2 separate regions of the Mus musculus genome follow, and region 1 is linked to region 2. Evidence: chromatin contacts called from public promoter capture Hi-C data. All regions are on one chromosome and are shown on one strand. Each heading gives the region's core, a stretch centred on a gene start, on an enhancer-like site or on the middle of the called end of the contact. The rest is flanking DNA. Distances are from core to core; before and after follow the strand shown.

Region 1 (3,612 bases), core at 210-2,709, 570 kb before region 2:
CCTAGAGAGCACAGCTTTTGGAAGTGATTGTAGACAGGGTGAGCCTTTGTGAACAGGGCTAAGCCTTGTTCTCCATGGGCTAGAGAAACCTGAGAGCAGAGAGCTGTGAGCAGGTCTCTTCTCAGAGAACCCGTGTGGGCCTCCTCATGTCATGAGTGAGCAGTGGGAATGAAGAAATGAGCAAAGGTTTCTTTTGTGTCCTTCCCTGAAGCCCTGTTAACCCAGTGGGATAGGTTTAAGCCTGTTTAGATAAGGAGTCAACCCTGTTCCTGAACTTTTGACATTAAGGTACTAAGGAATGGAAACACATGCCTGTAATCCCAGCAGCTGGGAGGCTACAGCAAGAGGATCATGGGAAAATCTAGGCCAGCATATGCTACATAGTGAGTTCAGTGGATACGTAGTGAAGCCTGTCTTGAGGAACAGAAGCAGCAGCAGAGTAGCAGCAGGGCTGGAGGAAGCAACGTTCAGTGGCCTTGCACTCTGCCTTCACTAGGAGCTGTGCTATGGCCTGGGCTGTGCTGAGGAAGCCTGGCACACATCCAGGGAATCTTTGCAGGGAATGGGGAGCAAATAAACAGGGCCACAAGGCTTCCCCCCACCTTGCTGTGGACTGCCTTTGAAGTCTGTAGAGTGCAGGTGGCCTGGCCAGCAATTGTCTTCTAACAGCGCTGCTTCTGTTCCAAGACTAGAAACAGGAAGCCAGTAATGACCTTTGGAGAGCCTAGAGCAGGTGAGTGAGTGTGTGGGTGAGGTGAAGGCAGTAAGTAGGTTGTGGCCATTTTAAGTGTTTATGTAAAGTCTCCTTAAGCTGTCAGCATGGTGACTTATGCCGGTAATGCCAGCACTTGAGAGACTGGGGCAAGAGGTTCAGGAGTTCACGGTCATCCTCAGCTCTACAATGAGATCAGGCCTGCCTGGCCTACCTGAGACCTTGTCTCAAAAGGAAAACAAATTCTGTTACCAGGCCTGTTGTTTGCATCAGTTTAAAAGGCTGCATCCTTGCTGTAGACTTAGAGCCTGCAGAGCTGAGCAAGGTCAATTAAGTTTTGGTGCCTGCTTGTTTTCCTAGTACTCTGCATATGTGTAAGCGGCTACTGTAATCGCTAATACGTTGAAGGCTTTCCCTGAGAGTGGGACCATGTGCTCCACTCCCACGGTATTCATAGCTCCTCACACGTGGCAGACTCAGGAAAGTGTAGACTCTTGGTCTGACTTGGTTGAGGTAGGCAGTTTGGAAACCTTATTAGTGTCAGGTTTTGGCATCAGGCCACCCTCTGTGCTCCAGTCACCCAGCCCTGGCCTGGAGTCGCATGGCGCTGGCCCATTCACTGGAAGCTTGAAGAGGGCCTGACCCAAGCTTGTGCTTTTAGACATTAAATGCCTCAGCTAACAGTGGCTGCAGAGGCTGCCCTTGCTCAGTGCTTCCCTGGCACAGCTGCTGGGGGATCCTCCTTCTAAGGCAGAGCCAGCCAGGACTGCTGAAGAGCTGGCTGTGCTCCTCCCAACTGCCCTCCCCCATAGGCTGCCTTCGACCAGCGCATGAAGACATGGCAGCGCTGGCAGGATGCTCAAGCCACGCTGCAGAAGAAGCGGGAGTCTGAGGCACGGCTGCTGTGGGCCAACAAGCCTGACAAACTGCAGCAGGCTAAGGATGAGATCACAGAGGTGAGTTTCCCACCAAAGCTAGCCCAGTGACCAGATGCTTAGGAGCCCAGAATAGGCAAGAGAGCTAATTGAAGGGCCAGGGCTCCTGGGTAGGCCTATGGGGATGACTTCAGGGCAGCCTTGAGGCTGGCTCTCCTCCAGTCTTTTTTATTTTTAAATGATTTTATTTTCATGTTTATGGGTGTTTTGCCTGCATGTCTGTGTACCATGGGACCTGAGAAGGCCAGAAGAGGGTATTGAATACCTAGGAACTTGTGAGCCACTGTGTGGGGGCTGGGATTTGAACTTGGATCCCCAGGAAGAGTAGCCAGTGCTCTTAATCCCTGGGGTAACTAGCTCTTTGGGCTGGAGAGATGGCTCAGTGGTCAAGAGCACTGACTGCTCTTCCAGAGGTCCTGAGTTTAACTCCCAGCAATCATATGGTGGCTTACAACCATCTGTAATGGGATCTGATGCCCTCTTCTGGTGTGTCTGAAGACAGCTACAGTGTACTCATATAAATAAAATAAGTAAAAGTTAAAAAAAAATGTTAAGACTCTAACTCCTTACATGAATCTTTGAGAAGCTACCTAAGTGATTCAGACATGCCTGTCTAGGAAAGACATAAATTAAGGGGTTTTGTGGCTTGTGCTGTATCTTTGAGTTCCCGAATCAGAGTCTGCTATGGTGCTAGAGTTTTCTCAAAGGCTAAGCTTGGCCAGAGACACATGGCCATCGTTTCCCGTTGCCTGCTGGGCTATGGTATGCAGTTCCATACCATACTCTTAGGTATCTCATCCTCCCCAAAGGGGCAGAAAGATGTTAGGACCCAGTGAGGTCTCCTGTAGAATTGCACCATGACATTAAATGACACTGCGCACCTCACACGCCCGCCCTTTGGATCTGTGGTACTGAACTCAAACCCAGACTCTCACACTGGAGCACTGTGCTGCTGAGCTCCATCCAGACCTTAAGTGAGCCTCTCTTTCCTCTTCCTAGTGGGAATCTCGGGTGACTCAGTATGAAAGGGACTTTGAAAGGATTTCCACAGTTGTCCGAAAGGAAGTGACACGATTTGAGGTGAGCTAGAAACCATGTGTTCTGTGTGCACCTGTGTATCTGCTCTCTGGTTTCTGAGGCATGGTGGCTATCTTACATTTACTGCTGTACCAACGCGATGACACACAAAGCAAAGCCAGGAGCTGCTATGTGTCCTTTCCCCCCCACCACTCTCCTTGCCCGCAGAGAAAGCTTGCAGAGCTTTGGCAGAGACTGTTTGGCCAGAAACTGTCACTGTTAAAGTTACTGACTCTACTTCCCAAGTGTGTGCTTGGCCTTGGTCAGCAGTAAACACCACCATCCCAAAACGGGAAGGAACCACTGACTGGGAGGTCAGCGTAGAATCCTGTCTCTTACAGAAAGAGAAGTCCAAGGATTTCAAAAACCACGTGATGAAGTACCTGGAGACACTCCTACATTCCCAGCAGCAGGTATGTATGTAATGTGCACAGCTCTGGCCCCTCATTTCCTGCCCCAAATGACAGCTGTCTATATGGGACTTTGGTTCTGATGGGGGAGGCTCTGCTGTCGTTGATAACTGAAAACAGGCTTTCGTGCTCCACCTCAGTCAGGGGAACTCTGTTGACCTCTTTACCCAGTGAGCCGTCTCTCCTCCCACTGCTGCCCTCAGTCTACAGTTTATTTTCAGGGACCTTCATCTCCTCTTTCACTGCCTTACCCTGAGTGCCCACCCTGTGGTACCGGCTTCCCCTCTGGTTTCTGAGGCGCTAACCAATCTGTGGAACAATGGGCCATTGTGAGGTGTAAACTGAGACTGCCTTTGAACTTGGGACAGAAACTGATGCCTCCTTAAGTCCAGAGGGAGGAGGAAGAATGTGGCTTCTGCATCTGCCCCACACACCTTCCTCTTGGGTGGCTGTGGTGCCCCACACTGAACTTGCCTCC
Region 2 (3,678 bases), core at 1,057-3,556:
TCTCTGTGTAGCCCTGGGTGTCCTGGAACTCACTTTGTAGACCAGGCTGGCCTCGGACTCAGAAATCTGCCTGCCTCTGCTTCCCGAGTGCTGGAATTAAAGGCGTGTGCCACCATGCCTGGCTTACTTTTATGTTTAAGATACAAAGATGATTTTAAAGCAGAGACAAAAATAGTGGTTCCTACAGTCTAGAGAGACCATGGAGAGGGAGGTATGAGAAAATATGGTTTCGGGGCTGGAGAGATGGCACAGCGGTTAAGAGCACTGACTGCTCTTCTGAAGATCCTGAGTTTAATTCCCAGCAACCACATGGTGACTCACCACCATCTGTAATGAGATCTGATGCCCTCTTCTGGTGTGTCTGAAGACAGTGACAATGAACTCACATAAATAAAATAAATTTTAAAAAAAAAGGGGAGAGAGAGAAGATGGTTAATGGGCCAGAGTGGCAGTTTGATAGGAGAATTTATTTATTTATTTATCCATTTATTGATAGATTTATTACAGGTAGGGTCTTACTATGTAGCCAGGCCTGGGCTATGGTGCCCAGTCTAGACTCTGCATCCTAAGTGCTAAAACTGTGTGTGTGCACACACAGGCAAAAATACTATATGCAGGAAAATGCTCAGGTACATAAAAAAATTTTTTTTAATTAAAAAGCCTTCAAATCTGAAATGTGGAAAAATGTTAATCTGCAGCACTATTCTTCTATCTTCTCTGTAGCTTTGATCATGTCTAAATAGCATGCCGGGGCAAAAATCATCCCTCTACATAAAAAGACTTTTATCTGTTCCAGAGGGAGGCTCCACAGCCAAGCAAGCACTTGGGTCTTTTGAAGCCAAGCACTGAGAAGTCTTTTGGAGCTGAAATAAATCTTCTGGTCATTTGCCACCGGTCAGAGCATCCCCTCCAGCAAGGGCAGGGTGGGACTAAAATCCAGAGACATCTGGGCAGTGTCCAAACATCACACAAGCTCAGGGAACTGCAAACATCTGCACTGGGCTCCCATCGTGGGGCAGTCTGCCGTCCTGTCCCGCTCTCTCCTCCTTTTATGCTTCTGTTCATCTAACGAAGAACAAAACAGCACACAGAGAAGCAGAGAAGATGGGCAGCAAAAGGACTCAACAGATGTAATACTGCCACGCTCAAGAGCCTGTGTGAATTTTTGAGCTTCTTCGGGAGGCAACGGGTGGCTCCGGGGTATCCCAGCATCTTGCAGTATGGTCAGAGTCTTGACTGATACTTGACTCTGGAGGGAAGCTGACGTGGAAGATCACGTGAGCCGGTGTGTTGGAGACCAGCGTGGACAAAAAGCTAGATTTGGTCTCAGAAGACAAAACACACCAACAGTAAACAAAGGAGAAAAAAAAAACACCCAAATTTTTGTTTCTTTTTAATATTAAATTACAGGGAAATGGGCCCAAAGCCTAGTGTGATTTGACTGTCATGGAATTATAAAATTGTGACCACGCTCTAACAATTAAAGGCTATGTCAACGTGGAGAAGTGGAGAATGTTGGAGGCACAGTTAACACTGGGAATTTGACGCTTCAGCTAGTCTCCAAAAAGAATGACAGGGATCTAGTCTGCTGAGGGGAAAGGGTTGGAAGAGCATTCCACACGGAAAGGAATAGCAGTTTCTTAGAGCAGCAGGCAGCGCAGAGGGTGGCTCATTTTACTGGAGGAATTTTTACAATGTTAATTTCATTGATTTGTTTGCCTTTGATTTATTTTACTTCCTTCGGGTTGAAAAGTCTTTTCCCTCCTTTCTGCCAGTCTGGATTCCAGAATGCCAGCCTTAGGCTGCTGCCACCAGCGGAGTGTACTCGCTGGGACAACTGCACCGTCTGCTCTGGCATCTGGCATATGGCATCCTCCAGCTTTCTCCGTGTTTCTGTTTGTTTGTTTGCGTTTGGTTTTAGCCAATCTAAGTAACGTAATTTATATCTCGTTATTGTTGTAACCCGATTTTTCTGATCCTGAATACATCTTTTGTCCTATGTCCGTAGGCTTGGTGGGGTAGTAGGGGTCTGAAGTGTCCAGTGTGGGAGGGCTTGTTGAGGCATCAAGGTTGGGAGGTCCCAGGGGGATTGCGCGCAGGGACCTAGGCAGCTTGAAGGCGTGTGTGTGTGTGTGTGTGTGTGTGTGTGTGTGTGTGTGTGTGTGTGTAAGCTGTGGGTGCCCGGGTCGGATTCGCGGATGGGCTGATAATGAGCAGGGGCTACAGAGAGATGCAAAGCCTCCACCACCCACTCCCCGCTCTGCGCGCTCCCAGCTCTGCGCTCTCCCCGCCCTGGCAACTAAACGCCTAGCACCAGCCGGGAGCTGCAGGATGGAGGAGGAGCTGGCTTGGGAGACCCACGGCTGTGAGTCCCAATGCCGCTGGCGGGGGCGGGGCGGAGGATGGGGGGGGGTGCGCAGAAAGAACGGATGCCTGGTGGGAGGACCCCAGGTCACAGAGGGTGACCCAGAGAGAGGCTGGCCCTTGGCCTGGACACCTCTGTCTCAGTCTTCTCTGTGGCTTCCGAAAAAAAAAAAAAAAAAAAAACAGAAGAATGCCGCACAGGTGTAGGGCACAGTGGCTGAACATCTGGGACTCAGGGTGTCCTGAACAAGGCAAGCTCGAGTGACAACGATCCTTGATAATAACTTGCTTTGTGTGGCAGTCCTTAAAGCAGGTCAGGCCAGTCTTCTGTCTTTGCTACTATATGGGTTGGGCCTACTGACATCTCCATTTTTCAGATGAGAGGGCTGAGAGACAGGGTGAGGTCACATGACTGTAGAAATGCTGAAATCAGGAATAGGAGCACACACAATTTGGCCGGTAGAATGTTTGTTTAATATGCACAAGGCCGTGGGTTCAATCCCAAGCACCATGTAAAACCAGGCGTGTGGCACACATCTGTAATCCTAGCACTGGGGAAGTAGAGGCAGGAGGATCAGGAATTCAACATCACCTTCCATCCTTGGCTACACAGGGAGTCCAAGGCCACCTGGGCTACATGAGACCCTGTCAGCCACCACCACCACCACCACCACCACCACCACCAAAACAAACACTTAAAGATCTCAGTTCACCCAGAATAAAATGGGGTGTAGACACCATATCAAAGAAGGAACCAGGGCCTAGGAAAGAGGTGCTGTGGTCAGCCCTATCCCTGTGTGAGATAAGGAACTTCAGAGCCTCTTTCAGAATGTACTTAGAACCAGGACATCTCAATGTGTGGGAAGCATGCATGTAGCTGGGAGACCTTTGGTGCCCTGCCTGGGAGAGGAAAGAGGACTGAGCCATCAGCTCCTTTGAGAAGTCTTAGTCCTGCTGCCCAGTCTGAGCCCTGCCCACTGAACCCGGGAGAGCTTTCTCAAATCCCCATAGTCCTGCCCACTGGACTTCAAAATGCTGAAGCCAGCTGTTACCATCCTCCCAGATGAATGAGGAATGGGGACTGGGCTCCCTTAAGCCTAAGTGTGGCTTTAAAATTTTGTATTATTATTATTATTATTATTATTATTATTAACAGATTCTCACAGTATATTCCTGGGGTTGTCTTTGAATTCACTATGTAGACCAGGCTGTAGATTTGCCTACCTCTCCCTCCAAGTGTTGGGACTAAAGATATGTGCCTTGCTTTGTTATTTGTTTGTGTGTGCTTATGTGTACCGGAAGAAACCAGAAAAA

The links. Promoter capture Hi-C pulls out the DNA fragments that hold promoters and counts their contacts.
Region 1: a promoter capture Hi-C map of hippocampal neurons shows a contact between it and region 2, with 2.2 times the contacts expected there. The contact joins the enhancer-like site here to the promoter of Ankdd1a in region 2. A contact is called at or near these places in 4 of 39 promoter capture datasets (hippocampal neurons, liver and pre-B cells).

What each region holds. Positions count from the first base shown.
Region 1 is chr9:66,088,643-66,092,254 of GRCm38.p6, reverse strand. It overlaps Snx1 (sorting nexin 1), which reads left to right. Exons shown (of 15, transcript NM_019727.2): 12 at 1,525-1,668; 13 at 2,647-2,727; 14 at 3,066-3,137. Among named protein-coding and RNA genes, the nearest start is that of Snx22, 21 kb to the right of the region's middle. Within about 2 kb of position 1,459, at least 45 of the 459 cell types and tissues checked have an H3K27ac peak or open chromatin away from gene starts, as enhancers often do. A contact at or near this core is called in hippocampal neurons, where this site is marked.
Region 2 is chr9:65,518,847-65,522,524 of GRCm38.p6, reverse strand. It overlaps Ankdd1a (ankyrin repeat and death domain containing 1A), which reads left to right and starts at 2,306. Exons shown (of 15, transcript NM_001370871.1): 1 at 2,306-2,365. The coding sequence starts at 2,332.